Linked DNA regions of Mus musculus: region 2 is linked to region 1. A link is a contact called in public promoter capture Hi-C data. All regions are on one chromosome and are shown on one strand. Each heading gives the region's core, a stretch centred on a gene start, on an enhancer-like site or on the middle of the called end of the contact. The rest is flanking DNA. Distances are from core to core; before and after follow the strand shown.

Evidence for each region. Capture Hi-C pulls out chosen DNA fragments and counts their contacts.
Region 2: a contact with region 1 is called in a promoter capture Hi-C map of adipose tissue, with 5 times the contacts expected there. The contact joins the promoter of Ccdc93 here to the promoter of 2900060B14Rik in region 1. A contact is called at or near these places in 1 of 39 promoter capture datasets (liver), 1 of 115 datasets of contacts at active chromatin or transcription factors (astrocytes) and 2 of 9 other capture datasets (adipose tissue and liver).

The regions. Positions count from the first base shown.
Region 1 is chr1:118,454,936-118,462,266 of GRCm38.p6, forward strand. It overlaps 2900060B14Rik (RIKEN cDNA 2900060B14 gene), which reads right to left and starts at 4,330. Exons shown (of 1, transcript NR_027901.1): 1 at 3,734-4,330. Clasp1 (CLIP associating protein 1) reads left to right here. Exons shown (of 43, transcript NM_001359328.1): 3 at 4,866-4,944; 4 at 6,252-6,355.
Region 2 is chr1:121,426,802-121,434,132 of GRCm38.p6, forward strand. Ccdc93 (coiled-coil domain containing 93) reads left to right here and starts at 4,266. Exons shown (of 24, transcript NM_001025156.2): 1 at 4,266-4,456. The coding sequence starts at 4,415. It overlaps Gm35243 (a long non-coding RNA gene), which reads right to left and starts at 4,267. Exons shown (of 2, transcript XR_387343.4): 1 at 4,146-4,267; 2 at 807-3,428.

The DNA.
Region 1 (7,331 bases), core at 3,080-5,579:
ATCTCCCTGTTTCTGTCTCCCCAGCACTGGGGATACAAGTCTGTGCCACCAAACCCTAGCCAGTGGGTGCTGACGAACACAGGAAGACCGTCACGCTTGAGTGGCAAGCACTAGAGCTATCGCCCTAGCCCCTCCCTATATGCAGCCAGTGTATTAGACTAGTTACTGTATTAGACTAGTTACTGTATTAGACTAGTTACTGTACTAGACTAGGTCACCACAGAGTACTCCTGATAATTAATACATTGTACTAGGCAGGCCTGACACAGATGTCACCTGACCTCTGTCTAGCCTTTTGTGGCTGGTGTTGCCTCCTGTGAAAAGATGTAGGTTGATGGTGCAGTGTCCTAAGTCTCTTTCTAGTAGTTACATCTCAGTGTAGGGGCAGTAACTGGCAATAAACTGTCCCATTACTATCTCCAGATGGTCTTCTAGACAAGGATGTCCAGAGACTGCTCTGAAGGACAGCTCTGTGAGACTAGTCCTCCCATTCTGCGTGTGTGTGGACCGACTCCCAAACTTACATTTTCCCCTTGGCTTCTGCCTTGCATTCTTAGCCTTGGCATTGGAAATGAGCACATTTAGAGTGCTAATTATTTTCTCTTTTAGCTGATATAAGGTTACAGCTGAACAATGGAAGCAACAACTAAGCATTGTGTAGAGATCAGCAGAATGTACCCCGACTCTTCAGGACAGCCACTGTATTCTGTGACAGTCTCAGTGTGGAGTGAGAGTGTCTTCAGCCCTGCAGATGTCCTGATAAGCATTGGTGCTAAGAAATAGCAGCACACACGTGGACACGTCTGTCTACCTGCTAGCATGGGTGTGGAAGCCTGACCCTGTAATCTTGAAAGCAAGCTACAATAGGATGCCAGGCAGCCACTGGAAATGGACTGTAGATCTCCTGCCTGGGGAAGACTACCATAGCACTCTAGTGAAAACTGCATGTGTGGGTATGCAGATGTGCTAACAGGGTGGCTAACAGGATTATCAGTTGTCATTGGACGGCTTAGTTTTAGGCAATCTCACTTTTCTCTTTGCATTTCATGTCTTTGTTTCTTCCTTATTTTATTCATCTGAGTGTGTGTGTCTGTGTGTTTGTATGTGTGTATGCGGGCATGCATGTACATACTCAAATTCATGTGGAGGCCAGAGGTTATTATTTGTTTATTCATTTGTTTGTTTTTATTTATTTTATTTATTGAGATGGGGGTGTCCCTGTGTAGCCCTGACTATGTAGATCAAGGTTGTCTCGAACTCACTGGATCTGCCTGTCTCTGCTAGGGTATGTGCCACCATCCCCAGCTCACCTTTATGTTTTGGCATAATGCTTAAGTGATAGTGGAGCTTGCTAGGCTGGCTAGCTGGTCAGTAAGACATGGGATCGTCCTGTCTCTGCCTCCTCAGTGTGAGGCTTACAGGCAAACGCCACCATACCTGGCCTTTTCTTTGGGCTCTAGGGATGGACATTGCACTTCAAGCACTTTACCAACTGAGCCCTCTTCCCAGCCCTAACCCTTGCTTTCTTGCTGAGGGGGGCAGGTCCTTATGGGTACCTACTGTGTGCCAGGCATATTAATAAAGCTGCCTAGCCCTCACGTGTGCTTTGTAGAGTGGATATATAATTGTAAGGTGGTTCTTGGAGACGGATAGCTGACAATGGATGGTGGAGCCTGCTGTCCCCTGTCCCCAAGAGTTTGGGATTAGGGAACCTGTGTGTTTTTTCAGGACCTGGCATTATCAGGGCACCAAAGAGAGTCAGCTGACTTTGGAGGTTATTTGGTGTTGCCTCGGAGGTGTTATGACTTGTCCAAGGTCTGAAGCTACCTGGAGAGAGGTGAGCAGGCCAGGTCTGTGAGTGTGGTGGTAGTGCAGCACTGAATGGCCTTGGTGTAGTCAGAAGGCTTGTAAACATCATGGCTATGCTGAGTCTCCGTATGGATTTGGAGTGTGTTGTTTCTTCCAAAGGGCCTTAGGAATGAGAGAGCTCATCCAGTGTGGTCCAGCTCTTCAGTCTGGTCCTGTGAAGTTTGTTTATCTGGCCCGGATTTTCTCCTATCCCAGGATCGTGGAGCTGCTTTTGAAGATGTACTGGTTGTGTCTGGTGTGTGACAGGAGGCACTCTCGTTTTATTCCCTGTAGATACTGGAGTGACCCAAGGGCGGCTATGTAACAATAGCACTGTGGCCACTGCTCCAGTGCTCGCTGTGGCAGGATCTCTTTCCTTTCCTGGCTGTTGATGGATTCCGCTGTCTGCTATCAATTTGCATGTGAGCTAGTGGCACTGCCTTCCGGTTTGTAGTCAGTAGGAGGGAGCCCACCACCTTGTGCTGAATGTCTTACTATTTGTGTTTCTGCACATATTCACGAGGCTGTGAAGCCCTTGCTGAAGAGGAAGCCAGGTGTGGAGCTACACCCTGTAGTCCCAATACTTTCTCTTTGGCATGCCCAGATTGTCAGTGTCACTCTTGTGCTTTGGGAACATTTGCAAGTAAGCTCACTCTGTCTCCCAGCAGAGCTGCAGTGTGACTGCCAAGTGATTCGTGGAGGGCAGCGTATACTGCCTGGATGCCGGATGCCAGAGGGATGGTTCTCATTTCTGAGTGGGACTGAGCAGTAGAGTGTGATCGTGTACTGTGCTTTCAGAATAGCACACAATTTAAATTCAATAAGTTGTTTACTTCAGGAATTTTCATGTGTTACTTTGGGACTGTTGTTTGCTGTGATAGCTAAAACTGTGAAAGCACAGTTGTAGATAGGAAGGCTAGAGGACTGGAGCGATAAGACCATGTGTTGAGCGAGCGTTTCCATACTTACTGTAGAATTGCTGCCACGGACATGAGCACGCAGAGCCCTTGAGCCTGCTTTACCTCCGTGTGTTCACATCCAGAGCAGAATTGCTGGATCATACAGTTCAGTTCTATTTAATTTTCTGAAGACATTTTGCACACTGATTTTCATTTTGCATCTCCAACAGCAGTGTGCAGTTCCTATTTCTTTGTGCTGTCACTCCCTGCCTCCCTTGCTCTCTCCCTCCCTCCCTCCCTCCCTTTTCCTTTGTAGTAGCCTATAGTGATTGTCAGCTGTTGCTTTTTACCACTGCTCTGTCTGTCAGAGCATCTGTCTCTGCTGTGCACCTGCGCTTTGGGGGTCTCTAACCCTTTGCTTCCTTGGGCTGCACTTGGAGCTTTCCTGTTTAATTTCTCTTGCTCTATGTACACTGAACTTTCAATGGAGCCCATTCTTTGGCTCTTAAGTTGGTTTGTTTATTATTTGGTTCTTTCAAAACAAAACAAAACAATATCTGGAAAAAGTCATTTTCCTTTTCCCAGGCAAATTAAGAAACTATAAAAAATTTGTCTTCACTGTGGCAGTTTCTCGGTATCCTTGGTTTTGGCCCTGACAGCGACGCACTGGGCAGGTGTTTGAGTTTCCCTCATATTTTCCTTGAGATTACTCACAGCTTGTGGGCTTTAAAGAGACTGTGACAGAGGTGAAGTGTGCATTATATTATACCAAGCTTACATCACCAGCATGACTTAGCATTGTTTAAGCTGACCTTGGTCACCTGGCTGAGGTAATAGTTTGTCAGGTTTCTGTACTGTAAAATTACCTCCCATTCCTACTGTGCTCTTTGGAAGGAAGCCAAACTAAGGAAACTTAAATCCTGTGGCTCAAAAGTAAGACCTTTGTTTGTTTTTGTTTTTTTGGTTTTTTTTTTTTTTTTTTTTTTGCTTTGTTTTAAAGAAAATGCTCATAAATAGAACTATTTTAAAAGTTGGGAGAAAAAAGGGCCCCGGGAAGTGGTACATGCCTTTAATTTTAGCAGTCGGGAGCTACAAGTTTGAGGCCAGCAGGGGCTACATGCTAAGGGCTACATAGACTCTGCGCCTCAAAAGAATTATACACTTTCAAGTATCTAATTCCTCCCAGTGCTGGCTTGGTGTTTGAATTAGTATATAGATTTACTTGTAAGCTGGATGAAAACCCAAATACGGAACCCTTTATCTGTATTACAACATTTTCCAAAGGGAGCGCTTCTTAGTGTATCACAGTCTTAGGGCAGCGGTGAGAAAGCTGGTCTCCAGTAATTACTGTCCGGCTGCCCTCTAGCATACAATAAAGGAACTGCGAGGAGGGCAACAGTACACACGCGGCTACTTTAATCTTTAAATGTTTAGGTAAGGAAGAGAGGTTTTGTGGTTTTTTCCAAAAATTGCACCAAGGTAAAGCAGAGCTCTAACCGATGCAGGTGTGTTGTCAGGCGTTAGCAGTACTGCCCTCACTACGCGTTCATTGGACAGTAGCGCAACCCCAAGAAAAGGATGGTTGCTTGCAACCACGCGCGCCCGGCAGCCAGAAAGCTCTAAGTCCGGGTTTGGTTGCGGTGACCACCGCAGGAGGCCTACCCCAACCTGCCCGGTGTACAGTATTTTCTTCGACTGCTGCTTCCCACGTCGAATACCCTTTCTGTTTTTCTGAAACTCCCAAGGGGCTTTCTGAAGCCTGCTTGTCTTTACCCAGAAGGCCGCGCGTCACAAGTCTGAAAATTTGCATACACGCCTTTCTGGGCGGGGCCGGAGGGAGGCTTAGAGTTAGCAATTTGGGGGGAGGGTGCGACCTGGTAAATTTGCATACGCAACTCAAGGAGAGGGCGGGGCCGCAGTAGGCTCCTCTAGGTCGTGCTGCTTCAGTGGAGTTCCGCTTCGGCGAGTTTTTCTTCCAAACGGTAGCGGGTTTTTCCGTGCCGAGTACCCTTTCCTGACCAGCCAGCTCAGTCTTCCCAGTCGCTGGGCGCCCGCGGGGACCAGCTATGTCAGCGCCATCCCACTGCACCGCTGACGCTGTGCTTCTTTGCGTTGCAGGTGGTTCTCTTGGGCATGGACATCCTGTCGGCACTGGTGACTAGGCTGCAGGACCGGTTCAAGGCGCAAATCGGCACAGGTGAGCCTTAGCTAGCATAGCAGGCTCTCATCCTTCCGTCCCACCCTGGACTCACCCCACATCGTGGCCTCACCGCCCCTAAACTGGTACCTTCCCCTCTAAACCCGAATTATTATAATATTGCCAATTGAGGATTTTTATGCCAGTTTAGACATCAGCTTGATGCCAGCCAGTACGCATTGTCCTCTCAACCTCCTCGGAGACTCAGTTTTCTTTGAAAAGTCCTACAAAAAAGGAGCCAGTTGGATTTTTCCACCGTTTAGATGTCTCTAAATCAGTGTGTTTCATGGTGGCGATGTAAACACTAAGCAATTCTGTTTATACAACTGTTTCAGTAGCAAATTTCTCTATTCTCTTTTCTTGATTCCCTTTTGTGTGCGCAGTGGGTGAATAGAATCTATGTCCTCTGTATGCCAGCAAGCAATAACCACTGAGCCACAGTGTCAGCTGGAATTCTCCACTAGTGTTCATTACCAGTGTCTGTCTGTCCTTTTCTTTTTCTGTAGCTTTGCAGTCAGTGCGCTCACTGAGAAGGATGGTGGGATCCTGAAACTTACTGTTAGGAATCTGATGTTTGAACCATTTTCCATTTCCCCCCTACATTAGCTCAGGACTCATGGATTCTCACCAGAGGCCTAACGGGGTTGGAATAGACATGGGTGGGCTGGCCCATGCTTCAGTGTGTGGGTGTGCTGTGTGTCTTTTGTATGCTATAAGTAAAATGTACCCAATGCCACTGAAGCATGCTGGTCTGTTGCTTAATGTTTCCATTGCATATGTCATTTCAAGCATGGCATTCCCTACAGTGTATTTCAACCACACCTCCACTCTTACAGTTGCCTCTATTTCCCTCTCACTCCTGCTTGATACCTTCTTTCTCCACTTAGCTCCTTCTACATTCCTGTCTTTCCCCTCCCATGACCTACCGAGTCTCACTAGGGTTGCATGCAGAAGCGTAGCTGAGGGATGTTTATAAGGTGAGTCCTTATGCATACCCCCTGATGAGAATGGCTCACTCTCCCAGCTGCAGGGGACTTTGGGGCTGTGGGAGCCCTCCTACCGTAAGGTCCCTCTCTCCCTCCCACACTGGGTGCCACTGGCTGGTCTTCAACATTGCCTGCAAAGGATGACCTTGAACTCCTGATTCTCCTTCCTCCACGACCCGAGTGCAGAGATTATAGACACAGTCCTCACCCATCCCTAGCTTTGGAATAGCTACCTTAGGCCAGCAAACTGCAGATGAGCGGCGGGTGACCTCAGATCTCAAGATGTATTCTCATTTACTCCATTTCCATTTTGGTTTCCAGTGTTGCCAAGTCTAATAGACAGACTGGGAGATGCTAAAGACTCCGTGAGGGAGCAAGACCAAACCCTGCTGCTAAAGATCATGGATCAAGCTGCTAATCCCCAGGTAGGCCAAGCGAAGTGGGACTGTCTTCACAAACCGTGTGTGCGACTCTCTGGGCTTAGTTTCTCTTAAGCTAATGGGTTAGAGGTTGTTTTAGTCTCTATTGCTTCAACAAACACCGAGCAGAAGGCTAGTTGGGGAGGAAAGGCTTTGTTCAGTAGTTTATGCTTCCACAGCACTGTTCATCATTGAAGGAAGTCAGGACAGGAACTCAAGCAGGGCAGGAACCCTGGAGGCAGGAGCTGATGCGGAGGGAATGGAGGGGTACTTCATACTGCCTTGCTTCCCATGGCTTGCTTTCTTATAGAACCCAGGACTACCAGCCCAAGGATGGCACCACCCTCAATATGCCGGGGTCCTCCCCCATTGATCTCTAATTGAGAAAATGCCTTAGAACTGGATTTCATGAAGATGTTCCCTCATTGAGGCTCCTTCCTCTCTAATGACTCTAGCTTGTGTCAACTTGACATAAAACCAGCTAGTACAGAGATGACCATTCTTATGTCCCACAGCCCTTCCTCATATGAGAGATCTAAATACATAACTAATAGACTGTTTCATTTGAATAAATTAGTGAGTTGGAGTGTTGACTGTTTGATTACTCTATTAGGCCCTTTAGCTTATTTACATGACTGGCTCTCCATTTTTCTGGAAAGAGGCAGCTAGTGGTATCGGAGGAGCCAGTAGGCCTGGCTAGGGCTGTGCTTCCTATATGATAGTTAGCTGGGCTTGCTAGAATGGATGGATCCAGCCCTGTCTTTTAGGGTCACACTGACCATTGTTAGGGGTTGCAGCTGGGGCAGCCAACAGCAGTTTCCCCAGGGAGATAAAACAAGTCCTGGAGTGAGCCTCAGTGAGGAGACAGAAAGCAGTGTGTGTACCCACTATGCTTTGGGCTGAACTATTCTCAGTCATAAAATGGGGCGGTTATACCTCTTTAGGGCAGTTGGGAGAACCCAGTGATGTTACATAAGTACAT
Region 2 (7,331 bases), core at 3,016-5,515, 3.0 Mb after region 1:
GTCATGTCCTGTCACATCTCTACCTTTTCATTGTACAAATGTCTCATGCTGACAGCCTTGGTGGCACAGACTCTAATTCTAGCTACTCGGGAGTCTGGTGCAGTAGGATTGTAAGTTCAGGGCTAACTTGAGTTACAGAGTGAGTTCAACACTGTCCTGGGCAAGTTAGTGAGGTCCTATCTCAAAATAAAAAGTGAAAAGAAGGTTGGTTCAGTGGCAGAGTGCTGGTCTAGGTTGTGCAGTGCTCCACAGTCAGTCCCTCAGAGGAAAAAGAGGCAAGTACGCTAAATATAGAATGCAACGTTGCACAAGTGTAAAAGCTTACCACTTAAGAACAGCATACAGTTAAGAACTTTCAGGAAGAAGAGATAGTAATGACAGCTCAGTGAGTCAAGTGCTTGTCTTGCAAGCATGGGAACTGAGTTTGATCCCCAGAACCTAAGTTTAGAAGAAGAGGAGGAAGAAGAGGAGGAAGAGGAGGAGGAGGAAGAGGAGGGGAGGAGGAAGAAGAGGAGGAAAAGGAAGGGAGTGGTGGAGGGGGAGGAGAAAGTGAAGGAGGAGGAGGGGAAGGAGGAGGAGACTGCAGCCTGGAGGCTTGGAGGCCTGGAGAGATGGCTTAGTGCTTAAGAGCACTTGCTGTTCTTCCAGATGACTTATTCTGTTTCCAGAACCCATGTTAGGAGGCTCATAATTGCTTGGAAGTCCTCTTCTGGCCTTCATATACACCCGCACACATGGGGTACACACACACACACACACACACACAGTCCCAGTTTTTTGTGGTAAACACCATAACCAAAATCAACTTGGGAAGGAAAGGGTTTATTTCATTTTACAACTTATAGCCTATCATGAAAGAAAGTTAGGGCAGGAACTCAAGGCAGAACACACTGTCCAGGAGAGTCAAATAATACAGTTAGCTACTCTTGTTTATTTAAAACATTGGAAAGGGTGGCTAGAAAACTGGCTCTTGGTAGTTGTCAGATCACAAACACTTGTAACTCTAGCTCCAAAGGTTTTGATCCCTTCTTCTGGACTCCAAAAACAACTACACTCATGTACTCGAATCCACACAGAGATACATAACACATTTTGTTTTTTATCTAAAACATTGTGAAGGCATTTATAACGGGGAACCGAGGTCTCGACACCTTTGACGTGGGCTACTCTACAACCGGGTATTTAAATTCACCTGTCCTGAGGCAGCGGTCCATGTTTGACCCCACATGGCTACAATTTTCAGTATATATCAAGTCAGCGATGGAAAGTTTTAGGGTTATAAAAATGAGGTCGTTGGAGAGTTATGGATGGGCCCTTTAGACATGAGTTTTACTGTGTGAGAGCAAGAGCTCTAACCCAGGGGGAGAGCTCTCTTCTCAGCACCTCACTTTGTTCTCCCGTTATGTGGGGGCTCAAGAAACTTTCTCTTCCTTTGGTTCACCTTGGAGCTCACTGCTCATCCCAGACTGGTTGGTTAGAAAGGCCGAGGGGTCGGCCTGTCTCTGCCTCCCCAACAGAGGAATACAAGCACACCTCCACCGCTCCTGGAATTTTCCACTGGGTTCTGAGGATCATCCTCAGATCTGAATGCTTGCAAAACAATCACTTTATAGCCTGGGTTCAGCCTTTAGTCAGGGCAGGAAGTTCTTAAGACTCTTCCTACCACTTGTGTGCTCTGCGTCCAGAGAAGCCATTGTTCTGTTTGGATAAACCCCAAAGTACAAAATACAAAGTTCTCCACGGACAAACATTTACTTCGTATTTAAGTTTTTGAAGACTTCAGGTATAGGAGCTGTACCAGTCAGGGCTCCCTAGAGTAACAGAACTTATAGAACTAATCTCTGTGGAGAGTCATTGGATCTATTGGAATGACTTACAGGCTGCAGTCTAGCTAATCCAACAACCGCTGGCTGTGAACAGAAAGTTCAAGAATTCAGAAGTTGCTCGGTTCCACAAGGCTGGATGTCTCGGCTGGTCTTCAGTTTACATGTTGTCCCAGAGTAGGTTCTAATGACAGTGAAGAAATGGATGTGCTAGCATGGTGAGAGAACAGTCAGGCAAAAAAACCAGAAACCTTTCTTCTATGTCTTTATATAGACTTCCAGCAACAGGCGTGGCCCATACTAAAGGTGTGTCTTCCTGCCTCAAGATCCAGGTCAAAGGCTGTGTCTTCCTGTCTCAAAGGTCTGGACCGGAACTGGATTCACCCACTTCAGACCAAGCAGAAAAATCTCTCCCAGGTGTGTTCTCTACTTCTGGATTGTAGTTCATTTCAGACTGTGGTGGTTTGAATAGGAATGGCCTTCATAGATTCATTTCTTTGAATGCTTGACTATAAGGAGTGGCAAGATTAGGTGTGGCCTTATTGCCATAGGTGTGGACTTGGTGGAGGAAATGTGTGTGACATGGTAGAAGCAGGCTTTGAGGTCTCCTATGCTCAAATTACATGAAGTGTGGCACACAGTCTTCTGCTGCCTACAAATCAAGATGTAGAACTCTTGGCTCCTCTGGGACCAAGTCTGCCTGCATACTTCCATGCTTCTTGCCATGATGATAGTGGACTAAACCCCTGAAACTGTAAGCCAGCCCCAATGAAATGCTTTCCTTTATAAGAGTTACCCTAGAGGCCGGGCGTGGTGGCACACGCCTTTAATCCCAAAGCTTGGAGGCAGAGGCAGGCAGATTTCTGAGTTCAAGGCCAGCCTGGTCTACAGAGTGAGTTCTGGGACAGCCAGGGCTATACAGAGACCCACCCCCCAAAAAAAAAAGAGTTGCCCTAGTCATGGTCCCAAGAATTGCTATCATAGAAGCTGGAGAGATGGCTTGGTAGTTAAGAGCTCTTACTGCTCTTACAGAGGACCTAGGTTTGATTCCCAGTGGCTATGAGATAGCTCATAATTTTCTGTAATTCAGGTACCAGGGGAACCTCATACCCTCGAATTTCTTTGAGCCAGAGGCATGCACATGGTATGTAGGCATACATACAGGCACAACAGTCATACACCTAAAATAAAATAATAAATCTAAGAAAAAACAATCAAAAGTTATCAGAGATATTAAGAGGAAGAAAGGAAGCAAACACAAAACCTCTTTAATGGCAAGAAGCATATGTTTTTCCAGTTTTCCACCCGTCCTTCAGTAAAGATCTCTCCTACAGCAGAAGACTTCATGTCACTTCTGCCTCCATCTCTTACAAAATGAAAATAGGCTGGTAAGCTGTTCTGCAGCAGGTGCTGGGCTGGCAGGAAAAAGACAACCCTTTTGTATAGCTGCCATCCTCTGGGACAGACAAGGGGCACATTGCATAAGTGGTACAGCAGCTAATCGTATGTGATCACCGGACTCTGCATTTTACAAAACATGTCCCCAGAAAGATGCAGGGTGTCAGGATGAGATGGGTGAGGATTATTTTCCAAAACAAAATTTTCCTGGAAATAAAATGCAGAGACTAGGAAGGAACAAATGTAATGATCTCTTTTTGAGTTCTCTGTCCCCAGGTCCACATGTTAATAGCTGGCACAAGAGTGTGTTAAACATGGCTGGAACTGGGTCTTAGCTGGGACTGACTCAGGAGCTGGGAGCTGTCCAAGCCAGGCTTGGAAAGAACCAAACTCAGAATCTGATACCCAGGGAAAGGAAAGGGAGCCAGAAGGCAAGAGATCCTCACGACACAGGGAAATAGCTTTTAAGAAGCTCCGTGAAGGCCAAGAAACTAGAAAGTGGGAATAGTTAAAAGAACTCTGGTGATATAACAGTTGAAGGGAGAAATACTAGAGGTAGAAGGATTTAAGAAGGGAAGGGACCGGCAAGGAGATGGTAGAGAAAAGAGGGTGGGTGTTCAAGTAAAACTAAGGATATATGAAAATGCCATAAGGAAACGTGCTACTTTGTAAACGAAAAAAAAAAAAAAAAAAAAAAAAAGGAACTGATCATGGTGGCGCATTCCTATAAACTATAGGGGAACAAAGTCATCCTTAGGAAGTGCTAAGCCAGGCTGGCTAAGACACTGTCTCAAGGAACAAAAAAAAAAGAAAAAAAGAGGAACAATAAGAAAGCATTTTAAGAAAACTTAGGAAAGAAAGGAAAAAGTAGGAAAAGAAAAAAGAAAAAGAAAGAGAAACATTTTTAAAAGAAAGAAAAAGTACCTTAGGAGGAATCTTGAGTTCAGCACCTCCTCTGAGGGGAGGATCGGTTACTCGGGATCCAGCCCCGCCCAGCAGTGCTGGCTGTCCTTGCGCAGGCGCAGTGGTTCCTCGCTTCAGCACTAGTGCGCATGCTCCGCGGGGCCACGGTTCTCCGACCTGCTGTGGTAGTGTCAGCTCCTGTGAAGGAAGTTTCCGCTTTGCACCCCACCCGGATCACAGTTCGGTTGTAGGGCCCGCTCTCTCCGGCTCCACATCAGCGCATCTGGATCATGGGGTTACCCAAGGGGCCAGAGGGCCAGGGACTCCCGGAGGTGAGGACCTCTGTCCCTGACACCCTGGGGTTGCTGGGGAGAGAGGGCCGAGCCCAGGGCGGCGGGCAGGGACCAGCCTGGGGTGGCGGGGACACTGTCTATGGTTGCTCAGGTGTGTCTGTCCCAAGGCGGGCCCTAGGTACCCTGGAGGGGCAGCTGACTGGTCCCCCGGCGTGCCAGGGTGCATCGTGTCGCTGGGTGCAAACTTAAGGGTTCCTGGGTCCTCTGGGGACAGAGGAAACATCCAGATCCCGGCCCAGATGCAACCTCACACATCACGAGGTCCCCGGGAATTCCTATCTCGGGTTGTCTGGAGGCCCCTCACATTGCGAGACTGGCTTCCCCCGGGCCAAGGCTGCTGCGCTTAGGAGTCTCAGCAGTCACGAGATGAGCGGTGGGACTGTCCTGCTCCCGGTGTGCAGGGGGCGGTGACCTTGGGACACACACCTTCTGCGGGACCCATGTGGCCAGCCTTTCATTCCCTTTTGTCAGGAAGGCACGCTACCTACCCGGCTTGTAGCCTCCTGCCCCTCCCCCCGTCCCACGGGCCGGGGAGGGTGAAGGAAGTTTGGAAGCTCTGCGCACATCAGGGTGATGACAGAGTTGAGGACACTCTCTCCTGTGGTGCCTGTGTCGGGACAGGAACATGCTGCGTGTTCTAAGGAGGGAGGACCTTTTCAGAAATGGTTTAGTCGAGTACTCAGCCAGTACTCATTCGATCCTATGAACAGGACTACCACGTAGGCTGGGAAGAAAAGTGCAACCACTCTCTAACGGTGGGCTACCGTTAGAGCTTGGCTGTGGGATTTCCAGTTGTCCTCCTAGTTGCTTTACTCAAAGCTCTGAGCTTAGAGAAGAGTCCCAGTTTCCAGAGAGAATTAGGGAACACCTCTAAGGCACCTGGATCTCTTTCTAAGGCTGGAAGGCAGGCTTTGGCAGAGGTGTGGTGTGCCTATTTGACACTGTGCCTAGTGCCCGTTCTTATTCAGCTGCGCCGATCTTGCTTCCCCGTGCCCCTCACAAATCCTTCTGTTACATCTTCATCCTACTCATTACAGAGTCGAAGTGTTCTGTGTCCAGGTGATGAAGGGTGGGTATGTGTGGCCCTGGGTTAGGTAAAGTTTCATGGGGTCTGGGTTGTAATAGTTCAGATTTTCTTTGCCATGTAAAAATCTCTGTCTGTCTGTCTCTCTCTCTCTGTCTGTCTCTCTCTGTATGATGAAGTGCATATGTGAGCATGTGTGGAGGTCAGAATAGAGCCTCCCATGTCACCCTCATGAATGCTGAAAACCTCCTTTGAGACAAGTACTCATTGGCCTGGCACTTCCCAATAGGCTAGATTGGTTGGCCAGTGAGACCCAGGGATCTTTCTGTCCCTGGGATTACAAGTGCACAGTACCATGGCTGGTGTGTTTATATGGGTCCTGGAGATTGAACTCTGATCCTCATGTCGTGAGGCAAGCGCTGGGCTATTGTTGCAGCTTTAAGGCTTTTCTTGGCCGTCTGCTATGGAGTCCTGTGTAGGGCTTCCAGTTCTACCCTAGTTCCTTCAAACTAGTGGAAGTTTTTCTAAAAGTAATAAACACACCACTTTCATGAGTAGGTGTGACTCCTCATAGATAGCCAGGAGGCTGGGTCTGATTTGTTACTCTTTTCTAGCTTGTTCTACATCGTGAGTTCTGGAGCAGCTGTGGGTAGGGAGATGAGAGGGGTGGGCATACATAGTGAGATCCTGTCTCAAAAAAGAAAAAGCAAAACACAGAAAGACCAAAATGACTGTTATAGTGTGCACACAGATATAGACTTAAAAAAAAGATATAAAGGCTAAAAGCTAGCATGAGTATAAAGTTGAAAAGCTCCAAATACCGAGGGTTTAGGGCAGAGTGCTTACATATGTGCCTGAGCTCTGGGTTCTGTCCCCAGCACAGTGAACAGTGAGGGTGGGGTGCCTGTAATCTCAGCACTGGGGAGGCAAGAGAACTAGGAATGCAAGGTCACTGTCCACATAGAGGAATGGAGAAGGCCAACCCTGGGCCACAGGAGACCCTTTCTTAAAAGACAAAACAAAATTGCTGTCACCTGGCTCTCACTAATCCAGTTAACTCCTGCTGGTCAGGTTTTGAATCCCTTTGTGTGTATATGAAAGAAAGCAATAGCTAGACCCTTCCAGCTTCTGAGAGCTACAGTGCAGGGCAGATGGGAGCTTCTCTGGCCTTGTTTAAGAGCTCTCTGCGATCCATCTCTATCAGTCTCTGGTTATGAATTTATTTCCCTTTACTTACGTATATGTCCATGTGTCTGTATGTGCGAGTGAATCTGAGTACCTGTGAAGTCCTGACGAGCGTGGCAGATACCAGAGATGAGTAAAGGTGGTGGTGAGATGCTTAGTGTGGGCTTGGGGAACTGAACCTGGGTCCCCTAGAAGAACGGTATGTGCCCTGAACCACTAAACCGTCGTCTCTGGCCTCCAGTGTCCTACGTTAGTAACTGGAGGTATTATCCAGTGTGCTGGGGTTTTATGGTTTCAAGAAGGATGGTTTTTTGTTCTCTGCATATCAGCACATGACCACTTTCCATTCTGTGTAAGCGCGTTAATGTGTAAAGTGAATTTGGAATCAAACATCCCCATTCAGTGTCTTAGGCCAAAAACTTATTTCATTGGTTCTATTTCAAAAATACAGTTGTACATCCTGAAATGACAGGCAGCCGGTGGGGATGCTATATGCAATGAATTGAGGTGGGAGATTGTCCTTCTGGGCTATAGTGTCCCCTTCTTGGCAGTATCTTTATGACACATGATGGCTGAATACTCGAAGGAATTCTGTCTTATTTACCTGTGTGTGTGTGTTTGCATGTGTGGTGTCTAGACATGCCT